Regions from separate parts of the Rattus norvegicus genome. Here region 2 is linked to region 1. A link is a contact called in public Hi-C data. All regions are on one chromosome and are shown on one strand. The core of a region is the stretch at or near the end of the contact, and the rest is flanking DNA. Distances in the headings are between cores, read along the strand shown.

Evidence for each region. A called contact is a pair of places that touch in the nucleus more often than the background predicts.
Region 2: a Hi-C map of prefrontal cortex shows a contact between it and region 1, with 4 times the contacts expected there. The contact joins the promoter of Rfng here to the promoter of P4hb in region 1. A contact is called at or near these places in 2 of 12 Hi-C or Micro-C datasets (kidney and prefrontal cortex).

What each region holds. Positions count from the first base shown.
Region 1 is chr10:106,342,525-106,348,338 of GRCr8, reverse strand. It overlaps P4hb (prolyl 4-hydroxylase subunit beta), which reads left to right and starts at 1,428. Exons shown (of 11, transcript NM_012998.2): 1 at 1,428-1,727; 2 at 2,661-2,867; 3 at 5,146-5,279; 4 at 5,396-5,533. The coding sequence starts at 1,577.
Region 2 is chr10:106,546,728-106,552,474 of GRCr8, reverse strand. Rfng (RFNG O-fucosylpeptide 3-beta-N-acetylglucosaminyltransferase) reads left to right here and starts at 3,831. Exons shown (of 8, transcript NM_021849.2): 1 at 3,831-4,152; 2 at 4,292-4,340; 3 at 4,747-4,849; 4 at 4,950-5,103; 5 at 5,372-5,460; 6 at 5,542-5,707. The coding sequence starts at 3,877. Gps1 (G protein pathway suppressor 1) reads right to left here and starts at 3,554. Exons shown (of 14, transcript NM_053969.3): 1 at 3,323-3,554; 2 at 2,854-2,946; 3 at 2,073-2,254; 4 at 1,414-1,578; 5 at 1,193-1,328; 6 at 1,030-1,107; 7 at 779-839; 8 at 377-462; 9 at 50-144. The coding sequence starts at 3,472.

The DNA of each region.
Region 1 (5,814 bases), core at 179-2,678:
CTACAGCCAGGCAGTGGTGGCACACACCTTTGATCCCAGCACTCAAGGAGGCAGAGGTAAATGGATCTCTGAGTTCGAGGCCAGGCTGGTGTCTATTGAGTGAGTTCCAGCGCTACACAGGGAAGCCCTGCTTTGAAAAAACTAAAACAACAAAAAACTATCAAAATACAAAACCATATACCATATTTCTGCTTTTACCATTTCTGAGAGCAGTATATTATTAGTCATTGTATACACTTAATATTTGAGTGTTTTCCTTTTCTAATGACCCTTGACTATCAGGATAGTGTTTGTGGTGGGAAGTGAAAAAAGAGGAGGCTGCTAGAATGAGTGAGCCAAGCGCTCTCGGGTGGGGGTGGAGAGCAGGTCGGATATCAGTCATTGAGCAGTAAAGGATGGACCTTTGTCAGGGATTGCTCATAGCTGTAACCACAGCACCCAAAAGGTTGGGGGAGATCTTGAAGAATTTCAAATTCGAGGCCAGCTTACGTAGTGAGTTCCAAGTCACTTCGGGATTGAGACACAATGTAGATGGTGAATCTGGAAAAGGAGGTCCAACCGAGATAAAATGTGAATCTCCTACGTAATATAAAGGCTGACTTACAGAAGCCAAACTTTATTATTATTCGACCAAACGAACATAAGTGCCATTTCAACATGTAGTCAATAAAGTCGATGACAAACTGCTTTCTCCACTTCCCCAGCGGGTTTCCGCAGAAGTCTTGGGCACCCCATTCCGGTAAACTGGAGCCTCGGATAACCAAGGGTCGAAATGGGAGAAACGTGCCCGCAGCCTGTGGAGACCCCTGGCTGCAACTGCGAGGCCCGCTAACCGGTGACAGCTGACGCAGTCGGGCAAAGCACAGACTCCTGAACCCTGGGGGAACATCGCCCAGGACCTGGGCAGGGGCTGCACGAGCTGCACGCGCACCGGAAATGGCCTCCCCTGACTTCCTGGCGGCGACTTGGGGGCGGTCCCAGTACAGAAACGCGGTCCAGTCAGAATGCAACACGAGGGGCTTCGGAAGCGCAGGCGTAGCTCCGCCCAAAGGCCCGGGACTCCTCCCACTGCCACGTTCGACGGAGAATCGCGCTGGGTACGCGCATCTCTCGGCCAATCAGGAGCCACACGGCCGGGCAGCGGAAAGCATCTGCCATTCCGGACGTGTGAAAGGCGTGGGAAAAGTCGCCAGTCAGAAGTCCAGAAAGAGAAAGTTCGCCTCCGCCAGCGAATCAGAGGCAGGGGAACGTAGAGTTTGTGCGCGCGCGCGCGCGCACTGTGGCCAATCCGAGGCAAGAACTGAAAGGCCTCCGGGTCTTTTCCCATTTCGTGGCCCAGCCTTGACTGGGTGTCCAGTCCTCGCCCGGCGAGGGCGGGTCTCTTAGCTCCTCGGCCAATCGAAGGGCGCTGCAGGGCGCATGCGCACGGCAGGTGACGCGCGCAGTAAGGGGGAGGCGTGGGCGCGTCCCCGACCCAGGATTTATAAAGGCGAGGTCTGGACCGACGCGCGCTCTCGTCGCCTTGGCTGTCCCGGCGGCGCCAACCTAGCTGCCCCGCCCGCTGCCGACGTCCGACATGCTGAGCCGTGCTTTGCTGTGCCTGGCCCTGGCCTGGGCGGCTAGGGTGGGCGCCGACGCTCTGGAGGAGGAGGACAACGTCCTGGTGCTGAAGAAGAGCAACTTCGCAGAGGCGCTGGCGGCGCACAACTACCTGCTGGTGGAGTTCTGTGAGTGCGCCGCGGGCCAGGCCGGGCGGGGAGGGCCCCTTGTCCACAGATTACTAAGGGCCGCCCTCGGCGGCACCCAGCCCTGTCCTGCGTGGCCAGCCCCTCTTGAGTACGGTGGCCCGTAGCCCTCAGTTTGCCCCTTGGAGCACGGGCTGGCTGGTCCCGGAGCTGCACCTCGCGGGTAACACCTACTGTCAGCTTCGCTGTTCCCAGTTTTCCCAAGAGCATCCTTCCTACCCAAGTGGAAGTCGTTGTAGTAAGGACTCCTTGAGGGTGACTGCAGGGCTGAGAATCAAGAAGGTGTCTTTGTGCACTACTTCCACATGGCCAGAACCTTCTGTTAGCCGGGGAAAACAGGATGGGCTGTGTGAGCAGTTAGCAATTCCGATAGAGTAGATCCAACCCTATATACTATGTCCACTCTACCTGTTACCTGGCGTATTCTCCTCGCCGGGAAGCCAGCCAGATCCTAAGCCTTTACTTCTACTTACAAGAGTGTGAGTCCCAATGCAGCTGCCAGGCTACTTGACAGATTGTCACATTCCCACACTAGAAGAACAGCTTTGGATCAGCATCTGGGCATGTTCTTGCTAGGTATAGTGCTGGGCCAGCAACTGTTAAACTTTTCCTAGATTCTGAGTGGTAAATCCTAAAGATACACTGACCCTGATTGCTTGGGGCAGTAGGAAGTTACAAGTCAGGATTATTTTGCAGTGCTGGTGGTCACAGGGCAAAGTAGGGATTGGGGTTGGTTTGTCACTTGTGGCCTCTGTCCTGATATTGCCCAAGAGCACCAGCTATCAGCACAGTCTCCTATATTCGTTAAGAGGGGTTATCTTGGTGTGCTGATAAGGTTTTTATGAAAGGAAGTACAAAGGGAAGAAATAGACCTGGATGGAGGACTGCCTTCCAGTGTCCTGGTTTCTTTTACAGATGCCCCATGGTGTGGCCACTGCAAAGCACTGGCCCCAGAGTATGCCAAAGCTGCTGCAAAACTGAAGGCAGAAGGCTCTGAGATCCGACTAGCAAAGGTGGACGCCACAGAAGAGTCTGACCTGGCCCAGCAGTATGGTGTCCGTGGCTACCCCACAATCAAGTTCTTCAAGAATGGAGACACAGCCTCCCCAAAGGAATATACAGGTGTGACCCTAGCACTACCCTCTAATGGCTGTAGGCTTTGGGAGCAAAACCAGAAAGTAAGTCTTAGAAGTAGGAACCTTCTCAGAGGCTTAGAGAGAGCCTTCTCTCAAGTGGGTCCTATACCAACTCTTGCATCTCAGAGCTATGTGGAGAAAGTTCCCCCTTTGGAGTATTCACAGGAAGTGTCACAGCTGTGATGACCTCCTGAGTAGCCCGCTGCCTGAGGCTTATCTGGTGATTGACCAATGAGGAGGAGGAGGAGGCAAGAGCTCCACTGAACACACGGGGCTTTGAACTATTGGTTCTTCAGGAATGCAATGCTTCCAGAGAGTGTAGGCGTGACACTTGGGTGACGCTTTGTAACTGTCACTCACAGTGTGTCAGCACCTGGCCAAGCATTCGTGATTTCTCACTGCACCTTTCCCTTAGGGACCCTTTCATAGTTAGAACATTCTAGTAGCTGGTGACCGAATGCAAATCCAAGCTTCCATCCATCACCAAGCCACTGCTAAAGGAACTTTCGTGGAGGCTGGACCTTGATATAGGCAGTTCAGTTAGTTACTACTAGCAAAAGACTTGCGTCTCAGCTGAGTGTGGTGGCACAAACCTTTAATCCCGCATTTGGAAGGCAGGGACCGGTAGGTCTCTACAGAGGCTAGCCTAGTCTACAGAGCAACATATACATACATACGTGCATACACACGGATACACACACATATGTCAGATATATATTTATCTGAACAGCAGTGTGATGTTCAGTGTTAGCTAGTCACCTCCCTAGGTTCTCTGTGGTCCTTTTTACATGACTCCACTTTTGGAGTAAAAAGTTCCTGTCGGCGGTGATGGTGCACACCTTTAGTCCCATTACTTGGGAAACAGAACTCTAAAGGCCAGCCTCCTCTACAGATCAAGTTTCAGGATAGCCAAAACTACACAGAAAACCCTATTAACAACAACCAAAAAAACAAAAAAGGAAGGTTCTTTGTCCAGAACTCTATATATTGGCTTATGCATATGGCTAGCACCTGGGAAGCAGAGGCAGGAGTATCTTCCAAGTTCGAGGCCAGCCCAGTGTGGGATCTAAGCCATCCAGGTCTACAGAGTAAGACCCCATCTGAAAAGTATGGAACTTGGTAGGTAGAGCACTTGCCTACTTCCTAGCATATATCAAGACCTGAGTACAGTCACTACCACTTTGTAAACTGAGTATAGTGATGTTTTGTGCGCGCGTGTGTGCGCGCGTATGTGTGTATACACCCATGCATGCATGCACACCTGAAGCATGTATATTTATCTTGTGTATTCTGCCAGAAGAATGTGTTGGATACATTAGAACTCAAGTTATAGGCAGTTGTGGGCCACCTAGTGTAGGTGCTGATAACCAAACCCAGGTCCTCTTAGGAAGAGCAGCAAAAAAAGGTTTTGTTTTTTTTTCCTACCTAGGTAGTAGTGGCATGCTTTTTTAATCCCAGCAACTCAAAAACTTTTTTAATTGATCAGTTACTTTGATGTTCAGCTAGCCTCTGGGTTTTCTTTTTTTTTTTTTTTTTTTTTTTGATTCTTTTTTTCGGAGCTGGGGACCGAACCCAGGGCCTTGGGCTTCCTAGGTAAGCACTCTACCACTGAGCTAAATCCCCAGCCCCGCCTCTGGGTTTTCTGAGTGAGCCATATCTTGTTTGGAAACCGGTTTCTTGTCACCAAACTGTTACCAGAATCTTGGTAAATTGCATGTTAGACATACCTTGATTAGTCCAAATGGCCCAGTCCAGGAGAAGGGCTCTTTTATCAGCCTCTCCCATAAGGAGGGAACAGGCTCACTTTCTCCTCACTGTGTCTGCTTTGACTAGCACTCAAGCATACAATACTTTTCCAGTTCTTATCCACCAGGGAAGTGGGTAGGGCAAGTTCCAGACAGGAACACCTGGCCCACCTGAGGTGTCAGAGTCAAGTCAGTCCTGTTTTGGGACTATAGAGCTAGCACTAAGGTTGACTAACCCCACATTTCTAGGGGCGTAGCCTTGTATGTGTACTGTAGGAGTACCTGAACTGAATGAACATTAGTGTTCAAGGAAATTTGGAAAGATTGGGGAGAAATGCCTAGTGAGCAGGGCATGTTTCCAGATGTGTGCACTTTTCTGGAGTTCTCTATAGGAGGACATCTTGCTCTAGGAATAGGCTGGGCTGTCTTGAGCCTCATGGGCACAGCTCAGAAGAGAGATGGCCTGGCAGGATGGGTGATACCCTGTTTGACAGCAACTTACATTTGTTTGGGGCGTAGCTGGCAGGGAAGCTGACGACATTGTGAACTGGCTGAAGAAACGCACAGGCCCAGCAGCCACAACCCTGTCTGACACTGCAGCTGCAGAGTCCTTGGTGGACTCAAGCGAAGTGACGGTCATCGGCTTCTTCAAGGTAGAGCTTTAGAATTCCACTTGGTCTGTCTGCTGTCCTTACAGAGGGAGGGGTCCCTGCTGTTTCTCAGGAGCACTGCTCAGGATTGGCCACCTCTGTTTCCCTTCTTCTTCCAGGACGCAGGGTCAGACTCCGCCAAGCAGTTCTTGCTGGCAGCAGAGGCTGTTGATGACATACCTTTTGGAATCACTTCCAATAGCGATGTGTTTTCCAAGTACCAGCTGGACAAGGATGGGGTGGTCCTCTTTAAGAAGGTGAGTGACCCTTGGAGAGCTGTGGCCAGGGCAGTTCAGATGTTGGTCTGCAGGGGGCGGTGTTGCCTGCTTATATTGGGAAGGACCAAGCGGGGCTGACGGGATGTTTAGTGATCAAGGATCTCTGCTATGTCTTTCTGGAGTTGTACTATGGCAACCACTTCACACTGTGACCTTTGGAGTAGCCTCCCTGACCACTGACATTCTGAGTCTCCTGAACAGTACAAGGTGGTAGTAAAGGCAAGATAGGTCTTACCCTGTAGTTCTGGGTGGCCTTGAAT
Region 2 (5,747 bases), core at 2,582-5,081, 200 kb before region 1:
AGGGCCTGACTCGACAGGAGCAGAGGTAGGAGCCCACTACCCACCTTACCTGCTGGAGATGACATTGCGTTGCAGCTCCTGCCGGTCAAAGGTGGCTAAGGCACATAGGCCACCATAGACAGCCACATTGCTGGGGGACAGCAGCTGAGAGGCAGAAGGGGAGGTAGGTTCAGAAACCTGGGGTCCTGGGCACTGACCGCTGCACAGACCAAGGAGGAAGCCTAAAGGTGGGGGTCTGACCTGCCCTTCCCACTACCCATTCAAGACAATGCTTAGACCCTCATTCAGGAGAGCTTAACAGCCCAATCCACAAGCTTTCACTTCCTCTTGTATACAGACTTGGACAAGCTGAAGAGTGCCTCATGCCCCTCCTCACCTCTGGGAAATCACAGTGATCAAAGGAAGCCAGAAGGAAGCACTTGGCAGCTTGCTTATACTTTCGTGCAGCCAGCTCAGCCAAGCCTAAAAGGCAAGGAGGAGACTGATTTAGAGGGGGTATAGGAGCCCTAGAAGGCCATGGCCATCAGTGGATCCTTGGCCTCCTACCCCAGCATTCCCCAGTTTAGGGATGGAAATCCTAGCTGTTAGTAACAGCATCTAAATGAAAACATCCCCACAAGCAGGGAATCCTCAAAATGCCCATGTTATATACCAGGCTCAGGGAAACCAGCTGACCTACTTCCCTAGACCCCACCAGCTTCTCTGTACTAACTTGAGCAAGTGCCACCTACACATGCACAGAGGGAAGAAGAGCGGGAGAGGTGGCTGGAAGCCTCACCTGCAGCACACTTGAGCTTGGTGAGGATGGCTTGAGTCTGGCTGTCCCGCTCTCCCCGCTGCTGCAGGAGAAGAAAGCAGATATGAGAGGCCCCCCGCCTGCCTTCCTTATTTAAGGAGCTCTATTCCCTGTCCCCACCCTACCCCAAGAACAAACTCAAAGGGACACTGAGGCAGGGAAGGAGTATACGGGGCTCCAGGGGACAGGGATGACAACTTCTAGAGCAGGGCATCTGTGGAGGTGGACCTTACCTCAGCAATCTCTGGAGTAGACTCAGCCTTGCTGACATAGCTTAACACATGAGACCAATTCTGCAAGTAGACACTGACCTGGCAGGTGAGTAGGCAAGGCCAGATTAAGTCGGAGTTGTCCCTTTAGGGCCCTCCATGCCTACCCAGCTGTCACCCAGGCCACCTTGATGACATTGAGGCACATGTTGATGACATGCTTAGCACTGGTGCAGTAGTCTCGGGCTCGCGAATAACACTTGAGGGCATTGCTGAGGTCCCCACAGTCCAGGTAGTGGTCACCCAGGTCATCATGGCCGCGCCTGTGGGCCTGGCAGTGAGTGAATACTGGTCGAGGGGCCAGCTAGGCCCAGTTGCCCACCTCCCCTGCCCAGAGCAGGCCAGCACCTGATGCTCTCCTTGATAGAATTGCCCTTGTAGTTCTTCAAGTCCGTGTCTAACTTCTCCAGTTTCAACAGGGCCTTCTTCCGAGTGGCCTCCACCCAGGCTGTGTCCAGGGGTGGGGGCTCCACTCCACTCTCAGGGATGGCATCAGGTGCATTCTGCAGCTCCCTGAGGGATAAGGTAGTCATCAGGATAGTGATAACCATGGGGAGCCAGAGGCTGGTTCTCCAGAGCCCTTTGCCTCTCCCTGCCCCACTGAAAGGGCCCAGTCTGTACCAGAGGCACAGAGACAACTGCTGATCTAAGAGACCCAGCTAGACAGGCGAGTTCAAGGAGAATAGGTGGTTCTGACCCAGGTAGTGGGGTGTGTGTGTGTGCGTGTGTGTGTGTGTGTGTGTGTGTGTGTGTGTATAGGAGGACAGCTATACCAGACTCTCAAGAATTAGGAAGCTCGATTGTCCGCATAGAAGCAAAGGAAGCCAAAGAAGAGAAAATGGCCTGCTACCACTTCCCCGCCCCAAGAAGGAAGCACTGTTATGCTTCTCACCTACTACAGGCTTTCACCTGCTATCAGTGCATCACAGGTGAAATGCTGGGCCAGAACAACCACGGCCAGCCCAGCTCCGGTCACTTGCCTCCCCTGCCCCCCAAAGCTTACTTGCCTGGTAGCCTCAGAGAGCTTCCGGTGTATCTCTTCATACATGTCCACATTGAAGGTCCTCTGCACGAAGGACAGAGCCATTTTCAAGGCCTCCACTCGCAACGGAGGGCAGCGGTCAGCAATAAACTGTAGCCGCTCAATACGCATCAGACCACTGTAGCTGGCTGCATACTGCTCCAGATCCTTGTGGGGAGGAGGGGATAAGAGGGTCAAGTGGGGGGTTGGGGATTTAGCTCAGCGGTAGAGCGCTTGCCTAGCGAGCGCAAGGCCCTGGGTTCGGTCCCCAGCTCCGGAAAAAAAAAAAAAAAAAGAGGGTCAAGTGGGGTAAGCAAGGACCTGACCACCTGAGCACAACAGTAAGTCTTCACCTGCGTCCTGGGATCACATTTAGATGCTGGGAAGACACCACAGGAGTGTGTGAATTAAAGACCTTCAGGACCAAGCTCTGCACTGGGAAACGGAAGCATGAGCATACGCTACCTAACAAGTGATGGATGCTGGGCTAAGAAGAGAGGAAAAGTGTGTTGGCTGCAAATAGAGCTTTGCTTCACACTGTTGACTTGACGGGACTGTTCCCTGTGGAGAAGTGGGTGCAGGGTCTTAGAACTGCCTGAGAACCCAACATAGGTGGGCAAACGAAAAACCAGTTTCCTGGCTTAGAGAGATGTGTCTAAAGCGGTTGCTAAAAGCATCAACTGTCCTAGGACATACAGTGGGAGTCTGACTTGGACCCCTCAACACATCGAAGCTGCCAGCAGTCCTCCGCCACACAGGATCCATACCAGGGTGGGGTTCTCCACCACGTAGTTGACATCAGGTGCGTTCTGGGGATCTTCCTGCGGATCTACATCAATCTGCATGGGTTCCACGGCCCCCTGCAAAACAGAAGGAGCTCCTTGACGAAAGGCACCAGGGTGAGCAGAGTTTCCCCCATCAGCTCTGCCCACGATTTCTCAAGGCAAAACTGCACTGGGCTTCCACAGGTGCTGGCAGCCAAGTGCCGTCTTCAGCTCTCCCACCCAGGTCCTGGGCACAACACTGACTACAGGAACCGTCAAGCATTCCCAGCCGCCATCCCGATACAGCTTCCTCTAGGCCACAGAGAATGAAATAGATTGCCACCCTATCTTCATAAATCAAGAGAGTCAAAGCAGACAGGTCACGATGCGGAAGAGGCTGGCCGAGGACTCGAGGGGCCAGGGCCTCGAGCGACATCGAAAGAGCCGCTACACGGTAGGCGCGCAGCTATACCTCGGAAAGTAGCGTGCAGGCCGACAGGCTGGCGCTCAGGCTGTAGTCGCCCGACGTGCCGGGCCGCAAGTCTGACCTGCTGTGCGCAGGGCTGCGGCTCAAGTCGGAGGCCGACGACGAGGCAGAGCTGGGCGCCGGGCTGCCCCGCATCTTGGCCTGACGCACCTCTCTGAGAGGCCAGCACCCGCACGAAAAGCGTTGGCGCGCGAGGCGGGGGCGGGGCGGGGGCCGGGGCCCAGAGCGGCCCGCGAGGCAGGCGACGCTCACGCGCCCAGGCCAGAGCTGCGGGCCCCGCCCCGCTCGCCGCCAGCCCCGCCCACCAGGCTCGATCCGGACCGAACGGCCACGCGGCGAGCGCAGTTACCAACCCCTACCTGCAAGTTAAACACCTGAACCGGCAGCGGCATCTTCCACCCCCGGTGCCGCAGCGACGTTCACTTCCGGGGCGGCGCGTCCGTCAGTTCCGGGTCAAGGCTCGGGGCGGGGTGCTGTCACTCTTAAAGGGGCCGCCGCAATCGCAGGCGGGCGCCCAGCGCCCGGGCCTGGGCGATCGCATGAGCCGTGTGCGGCGAGTGCTGTGCCGGGCCTGCCTCGCGCTGGCCGCGGTCCTGGCTGTGTTGCTGCTACTACCGCTGCCGCTACCACTACCGCTGCCGCTGCCTCGCGCTCCCGCACCAGACCCAGGTCGTGTCCCGACCGGGAGCCTGACCCTCGAGGTCTCCCGCCTGCAACCGGACGACGTCTTCATTGCAGTCAAGACCACTCGGAAGAACCACGGCCCGCGCCTGCGGCTGCTGTTGCGTACCTGGATCTCACGAGCCCCACGGCAGGTGTGCGCCCCTTCCCCCTCCTTGTAGGTTCCTGGATTCCAAACTGGCGCCCCCCTGTGCCCCTAACCCCGGGGCTTCACACCTGCCCCGAGACCCACTCACTGGATCCTCTGACGCCTCACGGTGTTTTCTTCCACAGACGTTCATTTTCACCGATGGAGACGACCCTGAGCTCCAGCTGCTGGCAGGTGAGACGCTCCCCTGGGCTGAGTTGTATCTACTGGGGCCATTCATTCCTGTGTCAGGCATTTGACTAGTGTCACAGAGCTAGTGTTACAGAGCCAAGACACCCATCCATTGCCAGTCTATCTCCCAACACCCATCCTTCTAGTCATCAGATTCCCCACCCTGCCCCCAGTTCCTGACAGGGTGCTGTGGCCAATGTCACCCACATTCCCTGAGGAAGGCCCAGCAGCAGTCACCTGCCAAGTCTTGTCCTGTTTCCGCCTGTGCTGTCATCTGCTTCAGAATGAGGGCTGGCTGCGGTAGGGCTGCATTGGATCTAGCCCAGTGGCTGGACAGGCATATTCCAGCCTAAACCTAAGGAGGCAACCTAGAAGTCAGCACTCACATTGCCCGTTTCCAACCGTGCAGGCAGCCAAATGATCAACACCAATTGTTCCGCTGTGCGAACCCGCCAGGCGCTGTGCTGTAAGATGTCAGTGGAGTATGACAAGTTCATAGAGTCTGGACGGAAGTAAGTAACCTCACCCCTCAGACAGCCAGGACCGAGCAGTGTGGGGGCTCCCACCCACACTGGGGGGCCTCAGTGCATAGGCCTCTCCCTCCACCTTCAGATGGTTCTGCCACGTGGATGATGACAACTACGTGAACCCCAAAAGCCTGCTGCACCTGCTTTCCACCTTCTCTTCCAACCAGGACATCTACCTGGGGCGACCTAGTCTGGACCACCCCATCGAAGCCACAGAGAGGGTCCAGGGCGGTGGCACCGTGAGTGCTGGGCTAAAATCCTCCTAGGGCTGAAGAGTGAGAAAACTCTAAGATAGGCCAAGTACTCTGGTTCCAGACCCCCAAGGAACCATCAAATCAGGTCCAGCAATAGAGAAGGGCGTAGAGGCCACGGGTCAGAAAACCCCTTGTGCCTTCCGCAGACTCCTATATGGTGGCCTAGGATAACAGTAACAAGACTCCTGGAGGGTTGAGGGTAAGGAACCCCATCCTGGGCAGCCCTGATTGATCAACCTTTTCCCTTTTCCAGTCAAACACAGTGAAATTCTGGTTTGCTACTGGTGGGGCTGGGTTCTGCCTGAGCAGGGGCCTTGCCCTCAAAATGAGCCCGTGGGCCAGGTAAGTGGGAGACTGGGAGCCCAGCTGCCTGTTTTTGGGGGTGGTAAGGACTGTAGAGGTGCTAACTAGCCTCCCCTCCAGCCTAGGCAGTTTCATGAGCACAGCAGAACGGGTTCGACTGCCTGACGACTGCACGGTGGGATACATTGTGGAAGGGCTCCTGGGTGCCCGTCTGCTTCATAGCCCCCTGTTCCACTCCCACCTGGAGAACTTGCAGAAGCTGCCGTCTGGTGCTGTTCTGCAGCAGGTAAAAGACGCTCCAGCCTGGGTCAGCTTGGCTCCCAAGG